Regions from separate parts of the Mus musculus genome. Here region 1 is linked to region 2. Evidence: chromatin contacts called from public Hi-C data. All regions are on one chromosome and are shown on one strand. The core of a region is the stretch at or near the end of the contact, and the rest is flanking DNA. Distances in the headings are between cores, read along the strand shown. Region 1 has its middle 15 kb from the start of Gm46162. Region 2 overlaps Gm36139 (a long non-coding RNA gene).

Region 1 (6,222 bases), core at 2,233-4,732, 160 kb after region 2:
GACCGTAGTCCATAGGCAAGCCTGGTAATGTAAGCCTGGTCCTCCTACGAGTGGAAGGACCCGCTGACCTGTGGACTCTGGAGCAGTAATAAAAGATGGCTGGTTTTTAGTGACTCAGTTTGGGAAGGGGTGACAGTTCTCACTTAGCAGGAGGTTACTAAGGCTTATACCATTTCCAGAACTGTGGTATCTAAGGAAATAGTATCACAGGGCAAGATCCTTTCATCTTTAAAACAAACTGTTTTTCAGTGCTAGGAATAGAAGTTGGAGTCTTACTCACGCTAGGTGTTTAGTTATGGTTACTGTTGCTGCGATGAAATGGCCAGGACCAAAAGCCACTTGGGGAGGAGAGGGTTTATTTTGCTCACAGTTCCCTATAACAACAGGTCATCATCAAAAGCAGTGGGATTAGGAATTCACTCAGGGCTGGAACCTGGAGACAGGAGCTGATGCAGACAGAGGCCATGGAAGGATGCTCCTATTTAATGATTTGCTCAGCCTGCTTTTAAATAGAGCCCAGGACCACCAGCCCACGGATGGCTTCACCCATAATGGGCTAGGCCCTCCCTCATCAATTTCTAATTTTCTTAAAATGCCTTACAACCTTGCCTGCAGCCCAGTCTTATGAAGGCTTTTTCTCAATTGAGGTTCTCTTCTCTCAGACAACTTTGGCTTGTGTCAAGTTGTCATAAAACTGTCCAGCACACTAGGTAAGTTTTCTACCATTTTGCTGTATTTGTGCTCTAATAAGTAATTTTTAAAATGATTTATTTTATGTATGTGAGTACACTGTCACTGTCTTCAGACACACCACAAGAAAGCACTGGATGCCATTACAGATGGTTGTGAGCCACCATGTGGTTGCTGGGAATTGAACTCAGGACCTCTGGAAGAACAGACAGTGCTCTTAACTGTTGAGCCATCTCTCCAGCCCTCTTTTTTTTTTTCAATAGGTAATTTTGTAAAGGATTTTAATATCTCAAATGCTTGTTAAGTCTGCATAGTAGAGACTGGAGAGATGGCTTAGCAGTTAAAAGCAAATATTGCTCTTTCAAAGGACCAGAGTCCAGTTCCCAGCACCCACATCAGGCAGCCCACAACAGCCTAAAAGTTCAGTTCCAGGAGAATGCAAAGTGTCTGGTCTCCAAGGGCACCTGTGTTCCCCTTCCATACCCACCCACAGACACACAGACACACGGACAGACACACAGACTGGAAATGAAAACAGATCTCACTTTACTATCTTCTTCGTAGTAGTAACCTGGCGGTCCGCTCTGATGTTGTCCTGTTACTGTGGACACTTGGAATGACCCTTCGGCAGTGTCACAAAACAGGTGGCCAGTGTTTCCACCTCTGTTAAAACCATGTTTGTATGAATGCAGGAGACCTGACTAAAAGACTCTCCCCGTCATTAGTTTCCCACGTGGACTGTCTACACAGAACCTTGGACATACTGGCTGTTATGTAACTGACCTCATGGACCACAGTGACTCACACTGAGCATGTATTTTGGTCACACCCCATGGTGTGGTAACTCATAAACAAGAGCTGGGGAAAAAATATCAAACCTTCAATTAATCAGAACTTAAGAAGTGATTTCTTTCATGAAGAAAAAAAAAATCCAATTTTAGCAGGAAACAAATCGGCATCAAAAATTTTCTTTAATTTTCAAATTGACTCCTCAGGCTGGTACAGACTCTTACATTAACGTTCTCATATTTAATATTAAGGGGGAAGACTGCATAAGCCTCCTGAAGACTATATTTGCCAAAGACTAAGATAAATGGATTTTCTATTTGATTTTTATTTAACCATAAAAGAAAAATATATAATTCATCTGTCATTCCGTCCCACTGAGCAATGATGTTATTATTGAAGTAGAATTGTTTATTTTCATTATGTGAGAAATAAAATATTTAAAAAGCATTCATACCACAATAGAATACAGAAATGGGAATTATAAATAATCTACTGGAAATTGAGCCTGCCCATAACTCCAACTCCTCCTTTTAAAAAAAACAAACAAACAAACAAACAAAGATTTCCAAGGAATTAGTATGTTCCATTCTAACAGGATCCATTTTATCCTAAGCCACACAATTGAATCAAAATAAAACATGCCTGTGCTCAAAATTTTGGGCCACAGCATGAAGCAGCAGTAACAAGTTCCTCTGTCTTTACAGGCGGGAGCGTAAAGAATCTCTTTCCACAGGAAAGAATGGAGAAGTCTGTGCAAACGTCAAATCAGGTGGCAAGATATGAGAGCAGACAGCTGTAACCGAAGACAAGAGCAGAGAAGGACTTAGAAGAGACCATGAGAGGCAGGCAGTAGGAGTGAAAAGGATATACTCTGAAATCCTGCAAATTATACAGCAGCCAAGGCAGCAGAGTCGGTCAAGGCTACACACTGCTGAACATGAATTAATTATTTATAAACAGAAGGGCAGGCTAGTCCTTTCTCTACCACTCGTGTATTAAACTTACTAATGGCCCCCTTTCCTCGCCAAGGCTTCTACCATCTCTAATGATTAAGATGCAGTTGTATTAATTGGACTTTAGTGTGACTTCTATTGTTTGGTGTTTTAACACAGAGCTATATTCCCCTGGTTGGCCCAAGATTCCTTATGTAAAGTATCCTGGTCTTGAACCATAGCAATCTTTCAGCGCCTGCCACTTTAGTGCTGGAACAAGAGACACGTGACACCATATCTGGCCTAAAAGCTTAATTTTTAATAAGAAATGATTATAGAGCTTCAAAAAGTTGGGCTATTGGTCATGGAGTCCAAGAGATGCCCGAAACACTATAGGCTATCACTGTTCCCCTTGGTTGTCTCTCAGTCTAAAGGTAAGTCTTTACTGTTGAGGGCACCATTCATATTGCATTCATATCGCACACAGGACTCAGAAGACCCGAGCTGGATCTGACCTGAGAGCCTCCCCCCTGAACACTAGCTTTCGCAGTGACATGGAAAGGTCATACGCAAGCTTCCAACAGTCCTACCTACCTGTGATACACCTATGAACTAAATGACAATCAGCATGCCATTACATCCCTGAGTGTGCAATAGTGGGACTCTTTTTTTTTTTTTTTTTTGGCAGTAACCAACACAGTCTATTTGAATATGAGGCCCATTCAACGTGAGGGAAGTCATGTACTGGAAACCTAACCAACTATCCACGGATCTTAGGAAGGAACTTTATACCTGAACTTTTACCAAACCAGCACAATTTCTAACTACATTTATCCTTTCACCTACAGATAAATATTTCTCATCCCTCATCAAAGAAACTTCTCTTTGCAACAGGTGGAGGCCGTGACAGAAAACCACAACTCATTAAAAGGCAGAGAACATCTGATCATGGGTTGCCCTGGCCTCGACTGATATGTCTACAACACAACTCCTACATCAAAAGCTTAAGGAACATCATAGTAGAAAATGTGGAAGCATTGTAAGAGCCAGAGGACCAGTACTTCTGCTGTGAGATTGCATGCCCTAGAAATGACAGGTAGGCTTCAACAATATGGATGTCGGAACAAAACCTGAACAAGCACAACCCCACTAGGCAAGCTGACATGGAAAGGGGAAGACGCATAGGGACCTGCAGCCATAGACAAAGAGAACTACAGCCAACCAAGGAACACGGAGAGAGGGATAACTCATCTCTCCCAGGCATAAGCCTGCAATTGGTTATCAACACCAATTAGTCAGTATAGTCATATGCATACAAGTGACACTAATCGACAGACCAAGTTGTATTGATCTATAGATACATACACCTATACATATATGTGGGGGGCAGGGAGGTGGGGAAAGAAGCCATGAATGTATGAGGCAAGTGGTAAATGGGAAGGGTTGGAGGACAGAAAGGGAAGGGAGAAAGGATTATGTTTTCACTTACAAAATGAAAGCTAGGCAGCGGTGGCACACGTCTTCAGTCCCATCACTTGGGAGGCAGAGGCAGGCAGACCTCTAAGTTCCAGGCCAGCAAAGTGAGTTCCGGGACAGTCAGGGCTATACAAAGAAAGCCTGTCTCCTAGAAAAAACAAAATAGATAGATAGATAGATAGATAGATAGATAGATAGATAGATAGATAGATAGATAGATAGATAGATAAATTTAAATTAAAAAATAGCATAGCAAAAAGACCACAGGGCTGAATCAAATATCCCAACGTCTGAAAAAAAACAAAGATCAAAAGCGTGTGACAATAATAGTGAAGACAGGGTTGATGAGATGGCTCAGCTAGTCACAGCGCTTGCCACCAAGCCTCACAACCTGGTTTTGATCCCTAGGATCCACACAGCAGATGGAAAGAATCCACTCCTATAAGCTGTCCTCTGACCACCACATATGTGCTATGGCGTGCATGTAAACGCACACATGACAGATAAACGAAATGTGATTTAAATTATAATAAAAGTGGAAATGAACAGGGCAGAGCTGGGGGAGATGGCACATGCGGATGTTGGGACCACAAAGATCCGTGGGCTCCCAGATAAACACAGCCAGGTATGTTAAACGCACAGGATTGCTCCTTCAACGGGAGATGCATAACCTGGTTTTCCACCCAGAAGGCTGGGAACGGAGGCGGTTAACAGCCCGGTGATCTGTTATTTCCATTTTATAGATGTGGAAACTGACGCACAAATCTGAGCCCCTGATTTGATCTCCCACAGTCTGAATCTAAACCTTCAAAGAAGAAACCATCACCGTTAGCAAAAAATGAGAGGTCTCAGCCTCCACTGGAAATAGGATTGAGGACTTAGAGGAGGCATCGGAGGGGCTGTTGTCCCTCTCCGGACAACATCCGCGTTCACAGTCCGGGTCAAACAGATTCAGAGAATTCTAATGTAACTCTCCCTCCCTTCAAAAAGTAGAGTCAGAGGAAAATGACCCAATGGAATGGGTAGGCAAGATGAGGTAGATTAAAATATTCCAGATTTTACCATTCCCCAGGGCCCCAGGAAGAATCAGGGAAAAAATTAAGGCCTAGAATAGTCTGTCCAAGAAGGACTTACAGCTGTCACGTGACTGGATGGTCTTTGCTACAGAACAACAACAACAACAACAACAACAAAAAGAAAAACCAAACTCTCCAGTGAAAGTGTAAAACCGCCAGGCATGGTGGCTCACGCCTTTAATCCCAGCACTTGGGAGGCAGAGGCAGGTGAATTTCTGAGTTCGAGGCCACCCTGGTCTACAGAGTGAGTTCCAGGACAGCCAGAGCTACACAGAGAAACCCTGTCTCAAAAGACAAAAACAAAAAACAAACAAAAAACCCGAAAAGAAAAAGAGAGTGTAAAACTTCCATCCGGCCTGCGAGTTACTCCAACCTCAAAACGCAGCCTCCAAATCTATGGCACTCTCTGAATGGACGGGCACCGGGATGTGCAGCGGCAACCTGGAACTGGGAGGATTGAAAGTTCCTGACCATCCTCAGCTACATAAGGAGCTTGGGGCCAGCCTGGAATACATGAAGCTTTATAAGAAGAAAGGAGGGGTGGGAGGGAGAAACGAAGGGACTCTGTAGAAGAAACCACAACCTAAGGAAAATTACAGGATTCTCACAGACAAACATTTTTTTAAAATGAACTCAATAAATTGCAAAATTTAAAAAGAAAACATAGGGACTAGTGAAATGGCTCACACTGTGTGACACACACATACATGCACGCACGCACGCACGCATGCACGCACATAAAATAAATAACATACAAAAATAAATGCATAAATAATAAGACTAGAAAATAAGCCAGAGGTGGATGAAAGGATATTTCAAAACATTTCAGGAGCAGGAGGACTGAACAAAGGATAGGGAGTGTGAGAATAGACTCAACATCCAATGCATTTTGAATCTTAAAAATACATTTTATGTGGAAATTTTAAAAATAAATATTTTTGTGTGAAAATTTTAGGAATAAGTAAGTTTTTGAAAGAAAGTCACACACCTGGAGTGGGGCAATACAAAACTACAACCGCTGGGACAAACACAGACCAACACTTAGTTTTATAAAAAAAGTTTTGTGGTAACAGCAGCATTCCACCACATCAGCAGAGGTGAGCCGCAGAAGAAACAGAGCAGTCCATGAAGCTAAAAATATTTACTAAGTGATGTGTCACCAAAATAAAATAAAAATAATAATAATAATAAAAAAAATAATAATGCTGTTCTAGAAAATTCTCTGGGGGTAAGACTTAGTGGTTAAATACTGCCCAAGA
Region 2 (5,827 bases), core at 1,827-4,326:
GTTGAAGAAAGACACCATCCATTGGTGTGGAGTCAGGTGACTCAGTGCAGCCCATAGACAGCCACATGCCTATGTTGAGGACAGTATAGTCACTGTTCCATGTGGCGAATGCCTAGACAGATCCAGAGATTTTAAGAGACTCTTAAGTTCACCGTCTACACCCATGGTTCTCAACTTTCTTAATGCTGTATCCCTTTAATATACAGTTCCTCCTGTTGTGGTGGCCCTCAACCGTAGAATTATTTTCATTGCTACCGCATAAGTGCAATTTTGCTATTGTTATGAATCGCAATGTAAATATCTGATATGCAGGATATCTGATAGGCGACCTCTGTGAAGGGGTCATTTGTTTCCCAAAAGGGTCACGACCCGCAGATTGAGAAGCGCTGGTCTATTCTTGCTGGTCTATAGCTGCTAGTCTATTCTTGCAAATATTCAGGAGTCTAAATAAAAATGATCCTGAATATCTGCACCGCAAGACTTGGCTGTGAAATCATCAGCAAGAAAGGGCTTCAAAGAGAGACCGCTGTGATTAATCACGTGTTCACATTATCTAGGCATGGAAGACCGACACCGACCGCGCTTTAAACTAACGACAGGGAAAGAAATGAGAAAGTCCCAGATCAGGGAGCACCCATTTATTACAGACATTTGTGAGGAAAGAGGAAAGGCGTCATTTTTCTCAAGTGAAGACTACAGCCATAAATCAGACATGACAAAATGTGTTAGCACTGAGAATGCTGTGCCAATTTAAAAGGAACCACACATTTAAAAAATGGTTTAGTGCTTTGAGCTTGAGGGCAAAAGAGATGGCTCAGTGAATGTGCTGGCTAATTTAATGTCAACTTGGCACAAGCTGTAGTCGTCTGAGAGGAGGGAACCCCAATTGATAAAATGCCTCCATAAGATCAGACTGCAGACAACCCTGTAAGGCATTTCCTTAATTAATGATTGATGGGGGAGGACCCAGCACATTGTGGGTGGTGCCATCCCTGGGCTGGCAGTCCTGGGCTCTATAAGCCAGCAGGCTGAACAAGCCATGGGGAGCAAGCCAGTTAGCCCACCCCGTCCATGGTCTCTGCATCAGTTCCTGCCTCCAGGTTCCTGCTCTGTTTGAGTGTCTGCCCTGCCTTCCTCCAGTGAAGGGTTACAATGTGGAAGTGTAAGCCAAATAAACTCCTTTCCTCTCCATCTATCTTTTGCTCGCCATGTTTCATCACAGCAACAGAAACCCTAACCAGGACAACAGGTAAAGGTGTTTGAACCCAAGCCTGAAGATCTAGCTGGACACTTGAAACCCACAAGATAGAAGGATAGATCTGTCTGTTTCAAGTTGTTCTCTGACCGCCACGTGCAGTTGCAAACGTACACACAATAAATAAATAAGCCAATAGCTAAAGATCATTCAGTGTTTTGAGCATTTTTAAAAATAATTTTTAAAATAATTCCCAGAAAAAAAGAAAAACAACAATAAAATTCCCATGTGCCCTCTGCCCCACAGAGGCAGTTTCCCCTTATCAGCATCCTTACACACACACCAGAGTGGTACATGTTTTATGACTGATAAGCCCCCACAGACATATCATCATCACCAAAAGGGCAAGGCTTATTTGGTGGGGTTTACCCTTGATGTACATTCCATGATTTTTACCAGTGTCTAATGGTGCAGACCCACCAGGACAATACCACACAGAGATGCTTCACTGCCTAAAGTTCGTTTCTCTCCACACAGCTCATTTCTCTCCCATGTTCATGTGTGGAAAATATATAGAAAAATAGACAGAGATACATGTGCAAGCACATGCTAAATATGGTACCTATATACAACATCCTAATGGTAGCTTGAGCTAAGAAAATACTCACAATAGCTTATTTGGGGATAGTAATTATAACTGTACTATGCAGAGTTTCTGCAGAAAACAAATGAAACTCTTCAAGTAATTTGAGAAGTGTATTAAGGGGCACGTTTGCGAGGTTCTGATAGAGAACCTTACAGGTGTTGGGGTGAACCCTACCAGTCATCAGGGCTAGCAATGCCTAGGACAGGAAGCTTTGTAGAGAGAGTTAAGGGAAGGAGACTGCTAGCCACAGGCTGGGGCCTTCACTCAAGAAGTGCAGCTAGCTGGCAGCCACCCCATGGGAGTGGGGGTTGGGGGAAGTGGGGCATAAATGACCTGAACTCACGCTGACATAACTCAAGGGATGGTCAGAAGGCAGGGGGGGGCTTTGGATAAAAGCAACCTCACCAGCTACTCACAGAGGTAAAGAAAGATGGACTGGAAGAGACAAATGGGGTGACTTAATGTTTCCTCTTTATTCTTACTTGAATTTTCTATAGTTTTTCCCAAGGACCACAAAGGACAAGCATATAGATCTCATCTCTGGGTTATTTTTCCATTCCTGCCACTTCTGCAGAGAGTTTGGATGAAAAATAAAACGTAGCTGAGAGTCCAAAAGCCATTAAGCTAAGCAAAGGGAATAGGGGTTGATAAATGTATAGGGATCAGAGCAGAAGAAGTGGTTCTGGGGAGGAAAGTCATGTTGATGACTAAAGCAAATAGCCCCCCAAGTCGATCTGTCCCCCTCCACAGCAATGCACATTGAAGGCTTACGATGGAATTATGATAACTTCTGAAGAAATTTTTAATATACATCTCTGGGTCGGCTTAGACACAAACCATCCGCCCTCGGTAAAACGCTCTTGCCACGGTCTTTTTCCGCATTCTGGAAACATTTGGTCTTCTCATGTCTCTGATCTAAATATATCTTCTCTCAAAGCCCAAATGCAATTTATTTTGCAACTGTGCAAAATCAAATCGAACCCACATCTGGTAGATCTCACAGATGTGACTCGTTCCAGCACAAGCAAACGTCAAACCAAGCAACCCACGGTCGGTCACCAGCTAATTGCATGCAGGTGATGTGAAGAGTAAGGTCTGTCTCCACATCCCCAGAGCTGGGCTCCAGAGTCTTCATCAGCTGCCCCTCTGTGTCGCTCGGGCATCTGCACTGATCCAGTAGAGGGCAGTGACAGACGCAGGAGCCTGGCCCTAGGTAAGAACTCCCCAGTAATGCCTCATCTAAGCAAAACAGAAGGGTCACCTGAGTTCATTTCTCCCATCATGCTCTGGTCTGTGGCTGCTCCCTCAGGAGCCCTGCAGCCATTATCAGCAGTCATGAGAACAGAAAGTATGACCTTCACCTCAAACTGCAGCCCTAAAAACAAACTACAGCAGCTGCTGCTACAACAAGACACAATATATGACTTAGCTGTATATTTCAGGCTTAAGACACTCCTGGGTGAGATATGCAGGGGAGGGGGCGCATTGCTGTTAAAGGGACAGTGAGAGAGTCCCTTAGACCCAAAGCAGATGTCCAAATCTAAACAAGAGGGAACTCGAAGCAGGAGATAATCCATATTGGTCCTTAGCAAGCCTGTGGCTCTTTAATTAAACCAACCAATACGGTTAACGCAAGAGAGATGAACTCAATTATGAACAGGCAAAAGCATGTTTCACTTTGCCGATGTCGAATAAGCTGTGCAAATTATTAGCATGGGTTATCAGTTGGGAGACAGCTCTGGAGACTTCCAGCTCTATGAGTTTCTGAACTAATTGATTTAAGACAAGCTGGAGACAAGCATTGTGCAAGAAGCTCCCTAGTGAAACTAACTTTTCCTGCTAACGAAAACAGCTTAAGTAATTTGAATTGCACCATGTAGATGCAATCAGGAGTTAGTCCTTTCAATGACAGCTAAAAATAGAGAGACAGCACATTGGAAATATGGGAGCTGAAAGAGACTCTCAGCACTACTGCTTTTAATTTGTTTAAGCAGTGGAAGCCTTTTAAAAATAAACCCTATGGGTATCCTCATCATATTGTAGACATTTGAAGAGAATCCTAATGTAGATGTTTTAGTAAACTAACTTTCCATTAAATGCTCTAAAGTCAGTGACTAGGAACAAGGAGACAGATAAGGTCAAGGGTTATAGATGCCTTGTAAATAAGGTCATCAAAACTCAATTCTAGGGCTTTTTTTTTTTTTTTTTTTTTTTTTTGCAAATACATTTGTAGATGATGACAGTGGCTGCTTTGGCTAAATCACAGTAAATGCCAATGGATGCCTTGTATCGGTCTTTCTGGAAATCTTGGGATATTCTTAAAGTTTAATTAGAGACCAAAATGGTTTAATTCCAAAATACACATTGAAATGAGCTTTTACTGTGTCCTGCCTAAGCTATCTCGAGTTAAAAGTGTTTGAAATGATTGTGGTAAAGATGGGTGTACACAGTGAAACGAGATGGAATAAAGCCCGCCCCTCTGCTTCCTGGGTTCAAAACTCAGCCCTACTTGTCCAGTTGCCTTCTCTATGAGCAGCTGTCTAACCTCCAGCCAATGAATGCCTTCCAGACCTGGTATCTGCAACCATTCCACAGGCAGCTCCCCAGCCCTCTCCTCAACAGCTGGCTGGAGAGAGGGTCGCTGAGTGGTTAAGCAGGAACACAACTTTAAAACGGAAAGAGTTCCTGAAGGCCTGAAGTTCTGGAGGTTCATGGAGAAGACCATCCACAAAAGACAGTCCAGGAACATTTTTTAATTTTTTTATTATTAATTTTAAAAAAAATTTATTAATTTTTTTCAATGCCTACTTTTAATGATTTTTTTTCTTTTTTAATTATCTTTTTTATTAGATATTTTCTTTAATTACATTTCAAATGTTATCCCTTTTCCTGGCTTCCCCTCTGAAAATCCCCTATTCCCTTCCCCCCCACCCCTGCTCCCCAACCCATCCACTCCCACTTCCCTGTCTTGGGATTCCCCTACACTGGGACATCAAGCCTTCTCAGGGCCAAGGGCCTCTCCTCCCATTGATGTTCGACAAGACCATCCTCTACTACATATGCGGGTGGAGCCATGGATCCCTCCATGTGTACTCTTTGGTTGGTGGTTTAGTCCTCCACAGGAACATTCTTAACAATTTTGAAAAACCAAGACATCAACCAAGGCTTGGGAGCTTATTGTGGTGGTAGTATTACTTACACTTACTATTCAAAGCAAATATGAAAACACTATCTAATCAAATGTTTACTAAGCACCCAGATCTTCTATCCCAAAGCCATACTTTAAAAACAGAAGAACTTTGATTCAAACTTCTTGCAAGAGTTTCTTGCTACAGGAAGGAGAATTTCACTCAAAGTCGCCAAAAAGGAAGTCTTCTAGGAACTCATCCGGATGCTAACACAATCAAGACAGCCTCTATTTTTATGCTTCTTATGTAACTGTGTGAGAGGCTACTTGTGCCCCACCTCCACCCCACCACCACTCCCTCCAACCTACAAATGCAATCATCCTGGCTTGGTCCCCTTTCCAAAGCCTTGTGACACTCAGACGTTGAACCTGCAGATCTTGAGGCCACAGAGCAGAACAGATGGGCTCCCTGCATTCAGTCACTCCCAACAAAGGGCAACTTGCCTGTGTTTCATTCCTGGTAAATCAGCTAAGGTCAGGACAGAAGTCGTAAGTCAGCAGAGACACCAACAGACTGAGCTAGCAGATGCAAATTCAAGCCTGACACTCACTTCTTTCCAGTTATATGAGCAAGGCCAAATAATGAGACATTGTATGTAAAATGAAAAAATGAGGCCATTGTAAAGCATTGTAAACCATAAATATGAGCAGATCACTGTAACCAAATGCGATCACTATGGCCCAACACGTACGTTCACACGCATGTATGTGCAGGTGTATGAGCACGTGGAGGTCAGAGGACATTGGGTGTTCTAGCCTATCTGTCTGCCTTGCTCTCTTGAGACAATGTCTCTCAGCG

The links. Hi-C and Micro-C count contacts between places; a contact is called where the count stands out from the background.
Region 1: a Hi-C map of the G1E-ER4 cell line shows a contact between it and region 2, with 2.0 times the contacts expected there. The contact joins two enhancer-like sites. A contact is called at or near these places in 5 of 39 promoter capture datasets (the HPC-7 cell line, cranial neural crest, embryonic stem cells and 2 more), 5 of 484 Hi-C or Micro-C datasets (the G1E-ER4 cell line, the HPC-7 cell line and cardiomyocytes) and 5 of 115 datasets of contacts at active chromatin or transcription factors (acute myeloid leukemia, bone marrow-derived macrophages and embryonic stem cells).

The regions. Positions count from the first base shown.
Region 1 is chr1:151,263,534-151,269,755 of GRCm38.p6, forward strand. No RefSeq gene overlaps it. Among named protein-coding and RNA genes, the nearest start is that of Gm46162, 15 kb to the left of the region's middle. Within about 2 kb of position 3,483, at least 3 of the 459 cell types and tissues checked have an H3K27ac peak or open chromatin away from gene starts, as enhancers often do. A contact at or near this core is called in the G1E-ER4 cell line, where this site is marked.
Region 2 is chr1:151,100,150-151,105,976 of GRCm38.p6, forward strand. The region is part of intron 1 of Gm36139 (a long non-coding RNA gene); the gene reads right to left. Among named protein-coding and RNA genes, the nearest start is that of Gm36077, 19 kb to the left of the region's middle. Within about 2 kb of position 3,077, at least 42 of the 459 cell types and tissues checked have an H3K27ac peak or open chromatin away from gene starts, as enhancers often do. A contact at or near this core is called in the G1E-ER4 cell line, where this site is marked.